Regions from separate parts of the Mus musculus genome. Here all the other regions are linked to region 1. The links are chromatin contacts, called in public HiChIP or PLAC-seq and promoter capture Hi-C maps. All regions are on one chromosome and are shown on one strand. The core of a region is the stretch at or near the end of the contact, and the rest is flanking DNA. Distances in the headings are between cores, read along the strand shown.

Region 1 (2,556 bases), core at 35-2,534:
AAGCCAAACAACGTTGTGGAGGTTTTGTTGTTGTTTGTTTAGGAACTAGACCCGAGGAGTTTGATTCTATTGCAACTGTTCTTTAGGACTGAGCCTTCTTGCCTTCTCGAAGGCAAGACTCAGGCTGGGGGACTCTAGCTTAGTAATTTCTCAGCCCTGGCAGCAAGGAATGCTGGGTTACAGAAGCCCCAACAGTTAGCCTATTTTGCTGCGTCTTTCCCAGTCTGTTCTTGTAAACAACCTCAAACTGTGTGCCTGGGCAACACACCAGCAGTTTTGAAACTTGGGCTCCATGTTGCCCTTTGAGGTTAGCTCCGAGCTACCTCAACCTGACCCCAGGAAACAGCCTGCTCTTCTCCGCTCCCCCCCCTCCCCCCCACCCCACCCCGGGTTCTCCTCTCCCCTAGCGACCTGCTTTAGATTCTCACCTCCTTCTCTTTTGCTCTCCCTTCGAAGGCAGCTCAGCTAACACTCATTAGCACATGTTAATGAGCAGCAATTCAAGTCTCTGTCCTTCTTTTTAGGGGCAGGGTGCTTGCTGTTGCTCTGAAGGTAAGGTGTCCAAGAAGCAAGCACACACTGCAGACCTTTAGAGTAGGGAGGATATGGGACGGAGGCTGGCTCTCTGATTGAGGAGACCCCACGGTGTGCTGTGCTTGCTGTCTGTTTTCTTTAACAGAAGTTCAGCACATCTTTGGGTCAGAGTTTACCGCCATCTACCTACGGGACTACGGGAGGCTCCAGTCTGCTACTACCTGGATAAAGGTCTAAAAGTCTGCAGGATGTGACAGATACCGGAGGGAAGTGGGTTACTGAACAGTGGAGTAGTTCCTCCATTCCCATCTGAATCCTCATTGCACCTTGTCGATTCCAGTTGTCCACCTACGGTAAAACCTTGAGAACCCTGCTTTCCTGCAATCCTGGTACCCCTCGAGGGAGTCACAGGACAGGAAGAGTTCTGGGCTCAAATCTTAGCTTTGCTACTTGTTAATAATGCTATTGCTGCGACTAGAAACTGGGTGTGCTCAAGATGGACAGAGGGAAGGGAAGGCAGGAGCTGCCTCTCCCCATTTCCAGCTAAATACCTGCGGTGTCCCCGGAGGGCACCCAGAAGTCTCATTGAACACTCTCTCCCGGTCCCCAGGAACCCTGGCAGAGAAGAGCCCCCGCCCGTGCAGCGCCGCGCCCTGCGCGATTCCCTGAGTGTGCGCGCCCCCTTCCGGCGGCCCGACGCGGCGCAGCTCCGGGCTGCATATAAAGGCAGCGTGGCGCGCAGCCCCAGCGCGAGAACCAGAGCCAAGCGGCACCGAGTGACAGCGCGCTGAGAGAGAGGCTTAAGATCTCCGGAGCGGCTCGCCATGGCTGGCCCGCAGCAGCAGCCCCCTTACCTGCACCTGGCCGAGCTGACTGCATCCCAGTTCCTGGAAATCTGGAAGCACTTTGATGCTGACGGTCAGTAAAGCTCCCAACTTCTGGGCCCCTTGACCCTCGGGGACCTGAGCTTGGCAAAGGGGTCAGGGGCATGGCTCAATGCGGGTAGGTATGCTTCGCCCCCAAGTGGTTTGTTCTGTGGCAGAGCCTGCTGGGGTCTTGAGTTCGGGGAAATGCCCGGCTGCCCTGGTGGCAACTGTCAGTAAGTTTTCCCAATGCAGGGTGGCCAGGGCCCAGGTTCTGAGCAAGTCTGAGCGTTCCCAGAGAGGAGGCCTAGGCAAAAAAAGGCTCCCATGACACATTCCCCTGCCTCCTTCCTCACCTTTTCCTTCAAGCTAACGCCCTGCTTCCAGTCCCGTAGCCACAGGTCTCCAAACCTCACTCTCCCTTCTTGCTTCTTACCCCCATCACCAGTTTCAGAGGCTCGAGAAAGCTGAGCGTCCTGAAGGGAACCTGGGGGGAGGGGGCGGCTCCCCTAGCCTGGTTGGCCAGGAGCAGGAGTAGAGGATGCATTGGGGGCTTTTTTTTTTTTTTAAACAAACCAAGGCTTTCTTTATCTATTTTTTTTTAAAACCCTACCAGTATGTGGGTTTCCCAACTACAGCAGCAGCGGATGTGGTGGGAGGGTCCTGGTATTAGCCCCCAGCCTGCTACCTGGTAATATAGATTCCTGGGTACCCTGTGAGTCTGTAGATGGGGGTGGAGGGGAGTGGTGTCACACTCCAGTGACCAACACTCCACTACATGGTCTTGACAATGACCAACCCAAAAAGTGAGGTCCAGGTGAATGGTTTTGGAGGTGGCTTCCAGACCTGGGATTCTAAGTGTCTACAGTCTTATCTGACTCAAATATAAAAGAGCACACACACCACCCCGTCCCTCACCTCTCCTCTGTTCCCACCCCCCAGCTTCTGATATTGCCCGAGACTTTTCTATCACTCAAGAAAAGAAAAGGAAAAAAAAAATTCAATTCACCCTCCAACGCCTGGCTAAGATGAACACCCAGAATGCACTGGCATCTCAGACCTGTTGGCAGGGTGGTGGCTCAGTGGCCCTGTTTATCCCGGGACTGAGAGGGAGGGGGCAGGGAATAGTCTTATCGGTTAGCAACTCCCTACATTCTCT
Region 2 (2,556 bases), core at 19-2,518, 180 kb after region 1:
CACGGTTTTGTTCGGATTCGGCTTCACCTTCATGTTGTCCACAATGGCTCGGATGGGATTGAAGGTTTTATTGGACATGTCAGAGGGCCTCACATTCCACCTGGCCTTCCTGCCCTTCGCTCTCCCTTGCACCGAGCTTCTCCCGCCAATATTGACGCGAACATCCAGCACTGAAGGTAGGCTGTCATTGACATTCGTCTGGATTACGTAGGAGTCCATGGCTCACAAAGCCTACAGGGAAAAAAAGAGACGTCCCTGTAAGGCTAAGATGGGGAGTTGGGGAGCTGTGTTTAGACCTAAGCAGGGGTGACCTCACACATGCATCTCTCTAATGCTTTTATATGATTTCACTTGTAAGACAGCTTTGGATATGAATAGGAGTGGGGTTTAAGAATGTCTTGCAGAGATAGAAAATATAGGAGCAACTCATTTTCAAAATTATCAGGGAGCATTTAATTGAATATTTATCTACTACAAGTAGGATTGTTTTTTTTCCACTTGTCTTTGGCATGGGTGTGTACTTGTGCATACACATGTTCCACTACAAATGTGTGGAGGTCAGAGGACAACCTCAGGTTGCAGTCCTCACCATCCGCCTCATCTCACTGTGGGTTCTGGCATTACAGATGTGTACCGCCACATCTGACTTTACATGGGTCCTAGAGATCCGAATTCTAATTCTTGCCCTTGGATGACAAGGGCTTTTCCTGCTGGGTCAGCTCTCAGCCTTGTGGGATTTTCTATATGCAACTCTAACCCTATGCTCTGAGTTAAACCGAGAGAAAAAAAAAAATGACAGGAGAGTATTCATCAAAGCATGTGGGCTACCATCTCGCCCCCGAGAAAGGGTCTTCCCAGTACCTTAGCCTGGGCATCTTGGCAAGACCAAAAACTCAAAAACTGTAAAACTAAGGCAGTGGAGCACTTGGCTAGCAGAGCCAGGACCTATGTTCAATCATAATACCATTAAGGAAAGAGAGAGGAAGGGAAGAAGGAACAGAGAGAGAGAGACAGAGACAGACAGACAGACAGACAGACAGACAGACAGATGAATATTGATGCTAGTTAAAGTAAGGACATGTCAGATAAGCATCCCAGCCCTGGGCAGAAAAAGCCAGAATATCAGAAAGAAAGCCAGGAGCATCGCAATCACCATCACAGTGCAGAGAACCTCCGGGATTACCTTCCTCGTCCAGGCAAAGCAGTCTCCAAGCAGCCAAACCTATAAGGCCCACGAGCGCTCCTCCACCAAGTCCTCTGATGATGAGTTCAGGTGCGGTCCTGACCCTTGAAATAGTTTCAGCCAATGGGCGTTGGGCCTGAAGCCCTTATGCTATTGGTTGAGAGTGAGGACTAAGCCCCTCCCCTGGACCTCCCCCCACTCCCCCCCCCCACACTCTGCTGTTTCTCACCCCAACCCTGGGCCACCATCCAATCTGGGATTTGTCCACACATCACGTTATCTGGAATTCTCTGTGTTAACTCTTTCTGGTCATTTGGTGAGCTGTTTCAGGAAACTGTGGAGGGCAGTTGGGGTGACAGCGATTAACTTTATTGTCCTTATTTTGTTATGAAAACTATTGTGTTAACAGTACAGAAATGCATTAAAATGAGGGTCCTTCTGGTAGTGCTTTCTCTGTGCACTCCAGTCTCACTCCTGGACATGGGCAATGATAAGAGCTTGGTTGACTATTCATCTACTGCATGTGGGATTTGCTATGGACAATGGGAATCTCCACAAAAATTCAACCGCACTCCAAGGAAAAACAAATTAAAAAATTCCATCAAATAGGTTAGTATAAGGATAGATAAATAGATGCAGAGATAAATGAATACGTGATTTAATAAATTTTCAAAGCACAGATAGAATCACGCGCTCATTTGACAGTGGGCATTTATCATTGCCATTGTCGTCGTCGTCGTCGTCATAGTCGTTGTTGTTACTTTGTCCTGTGCCTTGATCCCCTTTACTTGGCATACCACAGAGGTCTGGACTCCATTTAGAACAAAATGGGAAGTTAAAACAAATTAATAATCCATCAAGAAACAAGGCAGCCAAATTCTCTGCAGCTTAATTTTCATTAGGGTACAAAACTGTTCAGGAATGCAGTGAGTTGAAGGATCTGAAGTCTGAAGTTTTTAATTTTTTCTTTAAAGAATAGGAAATTCTCAGAGCAGCTTGTATTTGATCACAAAGTTAACAATGGAACTAACAACACTAGTGGTAGAATCTCTCTCCTATGCTGAAACACACACTCTGATTCCTGGACCACACCTGCTCCTTGCTCCCTCAACAGGCACCATCCACCAGAGGCGCTAGACTAATATTTGCGTAGCAGTGTCTCTGCGCATGTGCAGTGCTCCAATCACCACACTTTGCAGGCCTACAACGTCTACTTCCTGCCGTGGGCCTGAAAAGGCAGAGTACTATTTAGATGCACAAGGCTCACATCACACTGGGCACGACAGAGCTCTAGTGCCCAAAGACACGTATCACTATCACCTCCAATAAAAGCTACGGCATGCAGAGATGCTTCATAAAACACAGGTGTTGCC
Region 3 (2,556 bases), core at 33-2,532, 160 kb after region 1:
CACTTCTCCACATGGTGGCTCTCAACGATCTGTGACTCTGGTTCTAGGGGACCCAACACCCTCTTCTGACTCCTGAAGAAACAATCATTCATGTGGGTTATTTTACATTTACATACATTCAGGCGAGACATTCATACACATAAAATAAAATTAATAAATCTTAATATATATATATATATATGAAAATGCCCACAAACATGTCCCATGGGTCACCCTTGCCTGAGACCGTCCCTCCCCAAATGTGTCTAGGTTTGTGTCCAATGAGTTTTGTGTTTCACAAAAATTTAACCAGAACACCCTGCCCTTAAGAGTAAGTGAAGCAGGCCCGTGAGGTGGCGCAGCGGGCAACAAAGTTCGCTGTCATAGTTGATGGGTGACTTGAGTTCGGCCCCTGGAACCTGCATGGTAGAAGGAGAGAGCTGGCTCTATCCTCTGCATGTCCCCAACACCAACCGGAAATTAATAAGGACATTAGAAACCTAACACAGTTGGGTTTGAGTTTTACATCACTGTGGTTTTTGTTCAGATTATCCCGAGGTTAAAGGTAGATGGGCCAGATATGGTGAAGCCAGTTAAGAGGGTGTGGAGAACTCGGACATTGGTGAACAGGGAAGGAGGGGCCGGATCTAAGGGATATTTGGGAGGCTTGACTTGGAAACAGGGAGGAGTGGGGGGGGGGGGGTGCTGGCCAATCACTGAGAAGGGGAGGGTTCACCGGAAGAAGACTGGACGTGGGCGGCTCCATTGTGAGTAGAACCTCAAAAGCCATAGCCTGGTGATGCTTTCTGAAATCTCCATGTGGAGGACTGGGGGGAGAGTCAGCTGTGCAGGTCAGAAATTCAGGAGAGCGGTCTAGCCTGGAGATAAACATTTGAGAGGCGTCAGCCTGTGGATGAGGCAGAACCCCTGGGACTCAAGTGTTTCTTCAGGCAAACACAGCAGTTGCTATGGAAACGCTGAAATGAGTAGTGGAGGGATTGGGTGAGGAGTCTGACCACCTCACCCGCCATAGCTCCGTATGTTCACAACAGGAGACAGGCTATGAGGTTAGGATGCTGGCCTATGAGGGTGTGCTGAGAGATATTGCAGTCTCCCACGTGTTAAGGCCCAAAGAAAATGAAAGACAGACTAGAGAAAGGTCATAAAGCGTTTCAAAGGAGGGGACTTAGAGCAGGGAGGGGGGCCCTGGAAGAAGGTCAGTCAGAATCTACGCAGTGTCAAGCTGACTGCCACAGCGGTGCAGTCAGAACATTAAATGTCACCTGCATGGCTGGAGATTCTGGGGTAGAGAAAGGGAGCAGCAGGCTGTGGGGTTTCCATGGCAACACAGCAAAGCAAATAACCTGACACCCTCTAAGATTCAAAACACCCAGCTAGGAAAGCCAGATCCAAGCCAACGACTGGACCCGTGGGCAAAGATGCCCACCGCCATGCCTGATAACCGGGTTCGATGCCTGAGACCCACCGGTGGAAGGAGAGAACTAGTTCTCACGCGTTGTCCTCTGGCCTCCCTATGTGCACCACTCCCCTCCCACCACCACACATAAATAGATGTAAGAAAAAAATTTCTTCTTCTTCTTCTTCTTCTTCTTCTTCTTCTTCTTCTTCTTCTTCTTCTTCTTCTTCTTCTTCTTCTTCTTCTTCTTTCTCCTCCTCCTCCTCCTCCTCCTCCTCCTCCTCCTCCTCCTTCTTTTTCTTCTTCTTTTTTTTTTTGAGACAGAGTTTCTCTGTGTAGCCCTGTAACTCACTCTGTAGACCAGGCTGTCCTCGACTCAGAAATCTGCCTGCCTCTGCTTCCCAAGTGCTGGGATTAAAGGCGTGTGCTACCACTGCCCCGCTTGGAATAAAAAAAAAAAATAACCAGCAAGTATTTTCAGATTTGCAAGCAGTCTCAAAGAGCAGAAAGATAATCTCTCAAGGAACAGAAACAAGAATAAAATTATGATTGAAATATTGCAGTAGCCAACTGGTGTGCAGTTCAGCCCTAGGAAAGAAAGCTTAGACCCAGGTAAAGTTAGGAGTTTAAAAGCCTGAATAAATCCAATCCCATCCAAAGGTTAACCTTGAATGACAAGATGGGCTCAAAAGAGAACTCTCGGCCATGAGTGATGGTTTACATCCATAATCCCGACCAGAGGCAGGAGAACTTCTGTGAGTTCAAAGTCAGCCTAAGCTACCGAGTAAGATCTTGTATCAGAACAAACACAGGACTGGAGAGACGACTCAGTGGCTCAGAGCACAGGACCTCAGTTAAATGTCTAGCACCCATTTCAGACATGCATGCTTCCTGAAACTCCAGCTTCCCGGGATCTGATGCCCTCTTCTTGCCTCCAGGGGTACCCACAGAGATGTGGGATGCACTTGCTCACACACACGCACACGCACACACACACACCACACACCACACACCACACACCACACACCACACACCACACACACATAATCCTCAGAACCCATTTTTTAAAGCATCAGGTACTGTGGCAATTATTGTAATCCTAGCACTTGGGGAGGCAGAGCCTTTCACCTGCCTAGCTTTCTTGGTGAGTTCCTGGCCAA

Evidence for each region. HiChIP or PLAC-seq counts read pairs in DNA pulled down with a chosen protein or histone mark. Capture Hi-C pulls out chosen DNA fragments and counts their contacts.
Region 2: a promoter capture Hi-C map of liver shows a contact between it and region 1. The contact joins the promoter of Tat here to the promoter of Calb2 in region 1. A contact is called at or near these places in 2 of 484 Hi-C or Micro-C datasets (both in cortical neurons), 1 of 115 datasets of contacts at active chromatin or transcription factors (embryonic stem cells) and 1 of 9 other capture datasets (liver).
Region 3: an H3K27ac HiChIP or PLAC-seq map of embryonic stem cells shows a contact between it and region 1, with 5 read pairs. The contact joins the promoter of 1700064F23Rik here to the promoter of Calb2 in region 1. A contact is called at or near these places in 1 of 484 Hi-C or Micro-C datasets (embryonic stem cells) and 1 of 115 datasets of contacts at active chromatin or transcription factors (embryonic stem cells).

Annotation. Positions count from the first base shown.
Region 1 is chr8:110,166,940-110,169,495 of GRCm38.p6, reverse strand. It overlaps Calb2 (calbindin 2), which reads left to right and starts at 1,284. Exons shown (of 11, transcript NM_007586.2): 1 at 1,284-1,452. The coding sequence starts at 1,359.
Region 2 is chr8:109,989,148-109,991,703 of GRCm38.p6, reverse strand. Tat (tyrosine aminotransferase) reads right to left here and starts at 1,268. Exons shown (of 12, transcript NM_146214.3): 1 at 1,184-1,268; 2 at 1-231. The coding sequence starts at 219.
Region 3 is chr8:110,005,251-110,007,806 of GRCm38.p6, reverse strand. 1700064F23Rik (a long non-coding RNA gene) reads right to left here and starts at 1,282. Exons shown (of 3, transcript XR_879187.1): 1 at 1,004-1,282; 2 at 716-857; 3 at 281-398.